Linked DNA regions of Drosophila melanogaster: regions 2, 3 and 4 are each linked to region 1. A link is a contact called in public Hi-C data. All regions are on one chromosome and are shown on one strand. Each heading gives the region's core, a stretch centred on a gene start, on an enhancer-like site or on the middle of the called end of the contact. The rest is flanking DNA. Distances are from core to core; before and after follow the strand shown. Region 1 holds the start of CG1622. Region 2 holds the start of CG2444. Region 3 holds the start of Nrd1 (Nardilysin). Region 4 holds the start of Tango4 (Transport and Golgi organization 4).

What was found. A called contact is a pair of places that touch in the nucleus more often than the background predicts.
Region 2: a Hi-C map of the Kc167 cell line shows a contact between it and region 1, with 8 times the contacts expected there. The contact joins the promoter of CG2444 here to the promoter of CG1622 in region 1. A contact is called at or near these places in 11 of 107 Hi-C or Micro-C datasets (the Kc167 cell line, the S2 cell line, embryo and 4 more).
Region 3: a Hi-C map of the Kc167 cell line shows a contact between it and region 1, with 5 times the contacts expected there. The contact joins the promoter of Nrd1 here to the promoter of CG1622 in region 1. A contact is called at or near these places in 7 of 107 Hi-C or Micro-C datasets (the Kc167 cell line, the S2 cell line, embryo and 2 more) and 1 of 6 datasets of contacts at active chromatin or transcription factors (the Kc167 cell line).
Region 4: a Hi-C map of the Kc167 cell line shows a contact between it and region 1, with 10 times the contacts expected there. The contact joins the promoter of Tango4 here to the promoter of CG1622 in region 1. A contact is called at or near these places in 16 of 107 Hi-C or Micro-C datasets (the Kc167 cell line, the S2 cell line, cellular blastoderm embryo and 5 more) and 1 of 6 datasets of contacts at active chromatin or transcription factors (the Kc167 cell line).

What each region holds. Positions count from the first base shown.
Region 1 is chrX:13,295,823-13,298,358 of dm6, reverse strand. CG1622 reads right to left here and starts at 1,277. Exons shown (of 6, transcript NM_132644.3): 1 at 1,120-1,277; 2 at 912-1,052; 3 at 708-832; 4 at 477-612. The coding sequence starts at 1,129. It overlaps CG1764, which reads left to right. Exons shown (of 6, transcript NM_001298269.1): 2 at 1,647-1,846; 3 at 2,348-2,536. The coding sequence starts at 1,812.
Region 2 is chrX:11,704,023-11,706,558 of dm6, reverse strand. It overlaps CG2444, which reads left to right and starts at 1,259. Exons shown (of 2, transcript NM_001298206.1): 1 at 1,259-1,739; 2 at 1,818-2,249. The coding sequence starts at 1,631. The coding sequence ends at 2,053. PhKgamma (Phosphorylase kinase gamma) reads right to left here. Exons shown (of 11, transcript NM_167297.3): 11 at 2,165-2,536.
Region 3 is chrX:11,867,633-11,870,168 of dm6, reverse strand. Nrd1 (Nardilysin) reads left to right here and starts at 1,276. Exons shown (of 4, transcript NM_132529.4): 1 at 1,276-1,622; 2 at 1,680-2,536. The coding sequence starts at 1,432. CG1847 reads right to left here and starts at 999. Exons shown (of 3, transcript NM_167311.3): 1 at 830-999; 2 at 511-687; 3 at 1-429. The coding sequence starts at 922.
Region 4 is chrX:12,019,800-12,022,335 of dm6, reverse strand. It overlaps Tango4 (Transport and Golgi organization 4), which reads right to left and starts at 1,268. Exons shown (of 2, transcript NM_132550.3): 1 at 1,058-1,268; 2 at 1-998. The coding sequence starts at 1,176. It overlaps Lsm12a (LSM12 homolog a), which reads right to left. Exons shown (of 5, transcript NM_132549.3): 3 at 2,395-2,511; 4 at 2,198-2,329; 5 at 1,617-1,801. The coding sequence ends at 1,673.

The sequences.
Region 1 (2,536 bases), core at 28-2,527:
TCCTTTGATTTTAGTTAGGAATTTCTGAAAAAGCAATGGTTGAATGTCAAGATGGTGATTTAAGTCGAATAAATTTGAAAAGATTTGTGCATGCTTAATGAACTGCTCCGGGAATTGCATAAACATGAATACTTGATAAAATAAAATATTTGCAAGTAGGGTAAAGATTACCTTCGCAGGCAGATGCAAGGAGATGCTAGGTCCTCTTCTCGCAAAAGGCACAACTTGAAATCGAAAAGGAAACGTGATTGTTGTTCAATCCATAGAATACCATCCGCCAAGATTCTCTATTATAGTTTGCAACCGTCCAAATCGACCCACCCTGCTTCATGTATTTTATTTTCTTTTTTCTTATTTTTTTTTTTCAAATTTGGGGTGATGTATGGTGTGGTTTGGTTTCGTTTGGTGAGCTGGGGGAGCAGGAGCAAGCGACGGCATATGTGACGGCTGAACTCATGCGACTTACCAACACCTACCTAGTGCCCGGATGTAGGCCGAGTCTGTATGATTGAGCAGTCCGTTGATCTGCTTCCGGGTCAGCCGCAGCGTGTATAGCTTGTAGAGCAGGCAATATGCCGTTGACACAATGCCGCCGGCGCCAACGCCTCGCACCTAGAAAGGAATAGGATAACGAAAATGAGTGCATACATTCATGCATTGCATAAAGCATCGCCAACGATTAGCGCTACATTTCATAAACCACTCACACCGCCGCACATGCCCGTTTGTCCGGACGTTTTGCGGGATCCACGCTCCCAGGGCTCCATATGCTTCACCTGGTAGTAGATCTCGTCGACCACTTCATGGTACGTTTTCAGTTTAAACAAATGGACTGTTTGGGGTACACAAAAAAAAAGGCGGGTTAGTAAGTGTGACGATTGGCAATAGCACGCGTGTGGATTTGGTTGCACCTTTGAAGTAGCTGGAGCTCTGGATGTTGGCCAGGATCAGGGCATTCAGGTTCATCGAGGATTCGTTGCCCCAAAAGGGCAGCGTGTTGTGCTGCTTGCCGGCCTTCTTGCCACCGCCGGCCGAAGATGACGCCGAATAATCTGCACGAGACAAGACGCCGCCATCAATGAAACGCTCGCGGGGATTGGATGCTATGTTCTTACTCACCTTCGTCCATGCCTACTGCTCTTTTACTATTGGGCGCATTAATTTTACGGCTACCGAAGGATTGTGTGCGCGGGAAAACGCGAAAAATGCAAGCACAATTTGCAATTTACATGCGAGAAAATGCCCAAATTGGCGATGTGTATGCGTTAGCAGTCGTTATCGGTGTGTTATCGATAACGCTGGAGCGGGCAATTCTTAAGGTCACTGCTTTGGTCGTGACTGTTCACCACAAGTCGTGATTTTCAATAATTTGTAATAATTTATTTAATATTTGCTTATGAAACCTTATTTGTTAGCGTAATATATAATATATAATATATTATTATATCACAGTAAGCGCAATTTTCTTTTCCTTCTAATGTTTTTGGGTCAATTCTTATGAAAATGCACAGAAAATTCGCATTTCGTTCAGTTATATGCTTGTCCTTTTAATTATTAATTTATTTGATTTGTAATACTACATTTAGAAAACAAAAAGTGTAATTTTCCGTTACTAAATCGTTTCAAAAACTTGTAAATATTTCCAGTGAATGGCAGAGTGACCAGGGCGTCGAAAGAATTGCCTTTACGGGCATTCGCAGCGAGGTCACACTGTGCCCAACTGAATCCAATCCGAATCCCCATCTTCGCATCCGCATCTGCATCTGCATTCCGCCGCCGAGGACGAGCACCCAGTGGCCAATCCGCCGACCATGTCGCCCAAGTACACACATGCGATTGTGGCCAGGTGAGTGGAGCCCAAATTCGTCTCAATTCGACGGATTGCCGCATCCGGAGGAGGGAGTGCCCCAGTGGCGCGGAATTAGGTCACCCAACCAAACGTTCGTGGGTACACATGCCAGTGGGTGGGGCTGCACCTTCCAAGCCGCCCAGTTCCTGGATCCTGTCTTTAACACTATCTAGTTTGGATCTATCTGATTATTCAAATCTTTCTATAGCTACATATCTAAAATAGAACTTATAAGCCTGAGGATACCAATTTTGAAGTTATACGTTTAAAAATACAGTTTCCTGTTTACCAAGCATTAATTTATCTATTTGACACATCTTCTACAATAGTTTCTCCCACAATCATTAAACAAAATGCTTAAGAATAGGAATTAATAACTTTCTTTCTTATAAGGAGTAGTTAGCACACAAGTACATTACCCACTCGTTTATCCACTCAGACGTTCTCGTATTCGCGCCTCAATTAGCAGATCCATTGTTAACCGCTTTAAATCCGTAGAATCTCGGATGCCCTGCTGGAGAACGGAAAGTTCGACGTACAGCTGGCCAAGCAGCAGCACGAGCAGTACTGCACCCTCCTGAGGACCATTGGTCTCGATGTGATCGAGCTGCCGCCGGATGACCAGCTGCCCGAGGGCGTATTTGTCGAGAACAGTGCGGTGATCTGTAACGGAGTGGCCCTGATCGG
Region 2 (2,536 bases), core at 10-2,509, 1.6 Mb after region 1:
AACGAACGCAAAACAAAACTAAAACTGATAAATTCAAGCGTCATAGTAAAAGAAATAAATAGTAATGTTTTAAAAAGCAAATATTGAAAGCGATTTACCTTTTCTGCAACTCTGGGCTGTGGGCTTCGCTACCAGGCGAACAGAAATTTCAGAATGAGACCAACGATCTTTTGGAATTTCGTTTTCAGTATACACCTGCTATTTATTGTAATCGCCTGATGCAAAAAATCAATATATTTACCATAAAAATGTGCATTTTGTACAGACTGGCAGTTTGTTTTCTGCTACTGGTTATGATCGCCTGGTACGAAAAATCTAAAAATTTTCCTCAAAAATGTGTAATTCCTTATTCAAAATTGGAAATTCTAATTTTTTGTCGTTGAATTTCATCAGGCAGCTGGTTTTGAAAATCAATAATTTATTGATTTATTTATTTATTTTAGCGAAACTTTAAAAATTATGGTCCAAATATGGAATGTCATACATCGTTGAGCTCGTAATTGAATTCCGAAACAAACTGTTTTTAAAAATGTGAATTCTATTTTTTGGCCATTTTTTGCAAAATTATAAAAAAAATATAAAAAATTGCCAAAAGTTAATGGGATCGTTAGGATTGATAATAATCAGCTATTATAAAATTTTAGGATATCTTATGATGAAAAATCCAATTGCAAATATCAAATTTTGAACAAAATGCAAAACCTTGTCGATTTTAGCTTGTTATTCGTATGACTTACATCAATTACATTAGCCAGTGGGTTGAAAGACTTTTTAACCTGATCTGGATATGAATGATCATTCATCCATAATATGTACTATATTGTAAATATGCATACATTATAACCATCGAATATTGAAGGACCAGTTTTTTATGATGGCTTTGCGGCGGTTCAAGAACCCCGAGGCGCCGGTGAAAGTGCAAATTGAAGATGCGTGCCCTCGTGATGATGAGTCAAGTCGCGGTAAACCCGCTGGAACACTGCTACTCTTAAAAAAAACTCGCAGGAATTCCAAAACACCAAAACAAGAAAATTCCCAAAAAAAAAAACCAAAAAAACAAAAACGAAACGGGTGCCGAAAATTCGAAACGTGATAAGCCTCCGCACACCGTCAATAAAACAAAAAAATAAGAATAATAACAATAAGCACGCGTATGTGTGCTTATGCATAAATAAATTAAAGGCGTCTGTGTGCGTGGGGCAATTGTAATTAAGTACTCAATGAACCGCAGGGAAGTAAAAAAAACAAAAAAAAATGATCACAGATATTAACAAAAACAAATAAAAATAAAAATTAAACAAAGCGGCCAAACAGGCAGCTAAACCGGCAATCGGGGAATCGGAAAAAGGAGCTCCGCTCGTTGGACAAGGTCAAGTCGGTGTCGTCGGCAGCTGGAGCGGATAAGCCGCCTCATTCCGGGGGCTTTGGCTTCGGTCTCGAACTCGAACTCGGATTCGGATTCGGATTCAGTTTCGCCTTCTGATAACCGACGCCCCCGGTTGCGTATAAAACATTGCCGGTGCGGCCCAAACATCAGCACTTGCGGACCAGCATCCCAGTTGATAACACCTCGCTCGATCCCAGAGTTTCCACCAGAGATTACCCAAAACGAAATCCAGTATCGAGCAGTATGTCGCAGTTTAGCACCGTTGCCGCATTCCTACTCCTCGGCCTGGTCGTCATCCTTGGCGGCCACGTTGGCCAGGCGGCCGTTGCCAAGGTCAAACTGAACAATTCATGTAAGTTTGTGCTGGTGATGTCCACTTGGGTGCAAACCAGTCATATGCCATACTAACTCTTTGCTCCATCGCTTGCAGCGCATCCCGGCAAGTGTGTGCTGGACACGAACACGATCCTGTCGCCCGGGGAGACGGGTCTGGCGCCGGATCTGCCATGCGTGCGGGCCGAATGCCATGCGGATGGCTTGGTGACCTTCAAAACCTGCGATGCAGTCGCTCCGCCACCGGGCTGCAAGCAGCGCGACTTTGTGAACATCAATCGCGAATTTCCCGCTTGCTGCGAGCGGAAATACAATTGCGACAAGCACATCTAACATCTTAAGCCATTATTAATTGCCATAATCCTTAAGTTGCTCAACTAACTAGGAGGCAATGGGCAATGGATTTGTTTTCAGCTTATTATTTCGTTCTTTTTTTTTTTTTTTGTTTGTTTTTATTTATTGTGTATACTACAACATAACAATTAAAATGTAAACGCTTAGCAATACAATTAAATAATTTAATAGAATCATTAACAGAAAATACATATGCATGTACGCTTGCTTGTGTGGGCTTAGTTGGGTGTGGAGTATGGTGAGATGAGGTGTGTACATTCCCCCAACCCAACAATCAATCGCATCTCGTCATCCGATTCGGCTCGTTCTGGCGCCGGGTCATAACGTTGGACCACTGGATAGCCATGTACCATCTGGGTGGTATGCATGGCCGTGGTTGAACGCTACATTCACTACACTAACTGATTACACTAGATGGCTGGCGCGCATTAGACGCAATAAAATCGAATTAAAAAGTATTAA
Region 3 (2,536 bases), core at 27-2,526, 1.4 Mb after region 1:
CCGACATTGCGCGTAGTTCAACAACAGCGGTGTCTTGATGGCCGCCAGCTCCTGCCACTCCTCGTCGTGCGGCTTCTCCTTTAGCATCAGCTGCTCCACAATTCCGACAGCCTCGCGGTAGCAGGTCTCCGCCTCTGTGAACCGACTGGCCTTATAGAAGTTGTTGCCCCGTTCGCGCAGCGTACTGGTGGCCAGCATCTTTTCGTCGTCGGACATCTGCCAGCGCTCTTTTTCGTACTGCTCGGGCAGCTCAATGGAGAACAGTTCAATGATGAACTCCAGATCGGAAGGATTTTGCAGCAGCTCATCCAGGTCGGTGTACCCAATGCCCTCGTTCTGCAATGTCATTCCGCAGCAGTGACGTCGCTCCTCCGGTTTCTTGCCAATGTCCCGCAGGGTCTTGGATATAAAAGGATATTGAGCGCAGAGCTGCAGGTGCCAGAGTTCGGAGAATAATTAGATCAGTGGGTATCAGGTTGTCCAGACTCTGTGTATATCATATTCCCTTACCGACTTATGTACCGTGAACTTGGCCACTTCGTTAAGGGACATCTGCTGCACAATCAGCTCCCAGACCTCTAGCTTAAACTTCTTCCCCAGGACCAGCTCCATGGGCTTCTCCATCTTGCGGCTATCATCGATGATGCGACTGTCGCCGGCCCTCCGCGTTTGAAAGTGGAACTTCACCTGGAAAAGGCCAATATCATGAGGAGTGAGTCTCTGTTGGCTGCACCACCCACTGGCCTTGGCCCATTTTCCCACTGTTTTGCTTTTGCTGTCGCAGATGGAACTAAACCTGCCAAACTGCCAAGCGGTTTTAGTAACTCACCCTGGTGCCCGGGGTTAGCTCGATGTAGGCGTTTCCCGGATTGAGGATCTCCTTTCGTATGGGCTTCATATCGGACTTGCTGCGCGACTGCATCTCCGCTGGAATCGGATTTATTTGGAATCAACACAATTTCCTTTCGATACCAGACGTTATTTGTCCAAACCTATCGAAGCCTATCGGTTCTCGATATCTGCACGCGCCAATCGGTGCAAAGCTTTTGGTATTTTTTATTACCTATTGATAGAATTGTTATGTGTGGTTTTTTTTCTTCGTCTAAGACCACACTGAATCACTAATCAATTAGCTATGAAGAACACTGTCATACATCACAAAATGTTTTCCAATTTTCATTTCCCTATATGTAAAAATACCGCCACACAAGCCATTTGACATTTGCGACGTTATCGATAAGGCGACACCCAAGGACCTGGTCCATCACTAAGCCCACGTCTTTCGATTAATAGTTTGTATCGTTAACATATAAAATAGTTGCCTTTGCGTTTGCTATTTGACAGCCTGTGATTTTTTCCCCGTGGATTTTCCATAGCTCCGATCCCAGTTGATACGGATTGCCATAAGTCTCATTCTCATTCGAGTTTTGCATGCTCTGGCAGCGATACAGCGCACATTTGTTTAGACGATTCGAATTTCACGTACGTACAAAACGCCGGAGCCCAATTACTCAATTAGCCGGCGTACGGGCGATCACATACAGCTCGTTGTGCAAAATGACCGACCAGGTCAAGTATCTGGACATACCGGACAAGTCGGAAACGGACAAGAAGCTTTACAAGTAAGTAGCGGACTATTAACCCAGTTGAACTGGATTCAATGGTTGGTCTTCACTTAGGACACTTCTCTTGGGGAATGGATTGCATGCGTTGATTGTCTCCGATCCCAGTCCCATGCCACACGATGGCTTCACCACATCCGAGTCGTCCTCGTCTAAGTCGACCGTGTCGACCAGCAGTTCCATAATCTCACGCAGTGAATCCACCTCATCTACCTCCACCGATAGTGAAAGCAGCGAGGAATCGAGCAGCGAGGAAGGTGACGAAAAGCTGGCCGCCTGCGCCCTATTGATTGACTATGGGTCTTTTGCTGAGCCCACAAAATACCAGGGACTGGCACACTTTCTCGAGCACATGATCTTTATGGGCTCAGAGAAGTACCCAAAGGAGAACATTTTCGATGCACATATTAAGAAATGCGGCGGCTTTGCCAATGCCAACACTGACTGCGAGGACACGCTTTTCTATTTTGAGGTAGCCGAGAAGCATCTGGACTCCAGTTTGGACTATTTTACGGCCCTGATGAAGGCGCCACTGATGAAGCAAGAGGCTATGCAACGCGAGCGCAGCGCTGTGGACTCAGAGTTCCAGCAGATTCTTCAGGATGATGAGACCAGGCGTGATCAACTGCTGGCCAGTTTGGCCACGAAAGGTTTCCCCCACGGCACCTTTGCCTGGGGCAATATGAAGTCGCTAAAAGAGAACGTTGACGACGCGGAGCTGCACAAGATTTTGCACGAGATCCGCAAAGAGCACTATGGCGCCAATCGCATGTACGTTTGCCTGCAGGCTCGTTTGCCCATCGATGAGCTGGAATCACTCGTGGTGCGCCACTTCTCTGGTATTCCGCACAATGAGGTGAAGGCTCCCGATTTGAGCAGCTTCAACTACAAGGACGCCTTTAAGGCCGAGTTCC
Region 4 (2,536 bases), core at 19-2,518, 1.3 Mb after region 1:
ACTTGCCCTCCGGACAGCGCCACTGCTTGATGTTATCCGGCGAGGCGGAGGCGAACATGTACAGCGATGGATGGAGGACTATGCTGCGCACGGACTTCTTGTGATTGGTTAGCGTGCAGACGCTCTTGCCGGCGGCCAAATCCCACAGACGCACCGTGGAATCGTGGGAGCCGGTGATGATCTGCGGATTGGTGGCCTGCGCCACCACACTGGCCACCGTGTTCGTATGGCCCGTCAGTGTGTGCACATTCGCCTTGGTCCGCATGTCCCAGATGCGGGCAGTGGAATCGCGACCGGAGGTGGCCAGCACATCGATGGTGGGATGCAGGGCCAGCGAGTAAACAGCCGATAAGTGACCGTGATAATGCCGTATGACTTTGTTGTACTCCAGATCCCAGCACTTGACCTGCCGATCCTCGCCGCAGCTAAACAGATACGGATGCTTCGTGCTGACGGCCACACCGCGCACAGTGCTCACATGACCGGTGAGCGAGAGCTTCAGTTTGCCGCTGGCCAGGTCCCAGATCTTGATCACACGATCGCCAGCGCCGGTGGCGAACCACTCGTTGCCCGGCTCCACGGCGATGCATCGCACCCAGCCCAAATGGCCGGAGATGACGCGCGACAGTTTCCAGGGTGCGTGCCACTTGGGCTTGGGTATGCTGGGCGCCTTCTTCGGTATCAATTGCAGATGGCTGGCGATGGCGCCATTGGCGCTCATATCTGCATTGCTGTTCGCCAGGGAGGCGCGCACCAGGGATGTGTGTGTGCCGGTAACCAGTGGCGCTGTCTTCTCCGCTGGCCTGGCGCCCGCATTGTACTTAACCAGACTGCCGGCACCGCTGGCCGCATCCGTTGCACTGCCATCGGTGATGGCCAGCGTCTTGTCGCCCGGCGTTTGGGCTCCTGATGCCTTCCTGGCCTCGCCGATCTTCGCCACCTTGTCCAGCACAAGGCCATAGCCATCCTTCGCCTTGATGGAACGTCGCAACTTCTCTCTGTTTAACGAAAAACACAAATTAACAATGCGTAAGTTGCAAACTACAGGTATACTCACAAACGTTCGTCGATTTCGGGCAGATTTCCCTGGTTGGAGACGAACAGATCGTGGGTGCGCTTCAGGGAGCGGAATATCAGCGTGTGCACGCTGTGCTTCTGCACGTCTTCCATGGCCATTGTCTGTTATTTATTGCTTATTCGCTAAATTTGTTAAAAACGCGGCGCGGCTCTTGCAGCTGACCACCACAAGCCATACATAACAATCGGGCTATCGGTTATCGGACAGTGATGTCTGCTAGCTTGTTTATAGCCAAATGTTAATGCTACATGGGCATCCATTTTTAAAAGAAGTTTTATTAAAATTTTAAATGTATTTAAATGCAAATATCTAATATCTAATTGAAATTGTGTAATTGAATTATCTAATAATTAGAAAAAAATGATTTAACTTTTCACAACCTTAAGTCGAGATGAGAAATTGTGGGTCCTGAATTCAAAGTACCATAAAAGCCACAAAAACTGATAGTTTTTTCAGAATCGTTTTTCGAATACCCATCAAAGTGTTAACTTTATGCGCCCACCCGAGAGATTAAAAAACCAATACGTTGTTCTTTTTTGAAGCACATTTCTGTTTTTTTGTTTTGTTTTGTTTGTGTTTTTTTTCTGCTTATTATTAGTTTGCGGGAACCGGCGATCCAGATGCAAGAGATGAGGACGTGGGAGACACCGATGGTGACGAGGTGCTGGCCGCAGCTCCGCTTTCCGGGACGGGCGATGGCCTCGTGTTGAAGAACTGTTTGATCTGCAGATAAAAGATGGAGTAAAGATTAACCTATGAACTTAAAAACACCGACCACACCAGCCACAATTCTGTCATAAAGCATTATTTTTTTTTACCGCAACTTTGCGCATTTGTATGTTTATATCAGAATGATAAAATGCTTAATACTGTTTCTAATCAAACCCTAAACCACATTGGGAAGTACTTGAAATATTTAGGACTATCTTGACATATGAATAACCTATAAACATTAGCGAATCTAGAATGTTCTGAACATTAATTCAACTAAATCGTTGTTTGAGCCATTGCGTTGGGTTTAAGTTACAATGGTTTGCTAGTCTGATTAAAGATTTAACGAACTTCATTTCGGATTTATGACAGTTTGCTTGAAGGTGCTGCGGTTGGGCAATTGCTTACGATGCGCTTGATGTAGTTGCATGAAGTTTCGTTGTTCGAGCTGGACACCACGTTGTCCACTCGGTACGGCGGCGAGATGGTGACTTCATTTAGGATCTGTATGTTAAGTCCTTGCCAGGAGACTTCATTGTACTACAAAATAGTAAAAGAAATAGCAATGGTTAATGATGATAGGGCATCGTGCAAGAGGTCATTACCCCGTATTGTTTGGCTATCGCTCTATAGAGTTCCTGCGCCTCTGGACTGACATCAGCATTCTTAGACTTCAAGTAGTCCTGTCTTCGCTCAACTGTTTTCCTCAGACGCATTTTGACCTGTATAAGCAATATATATATATAT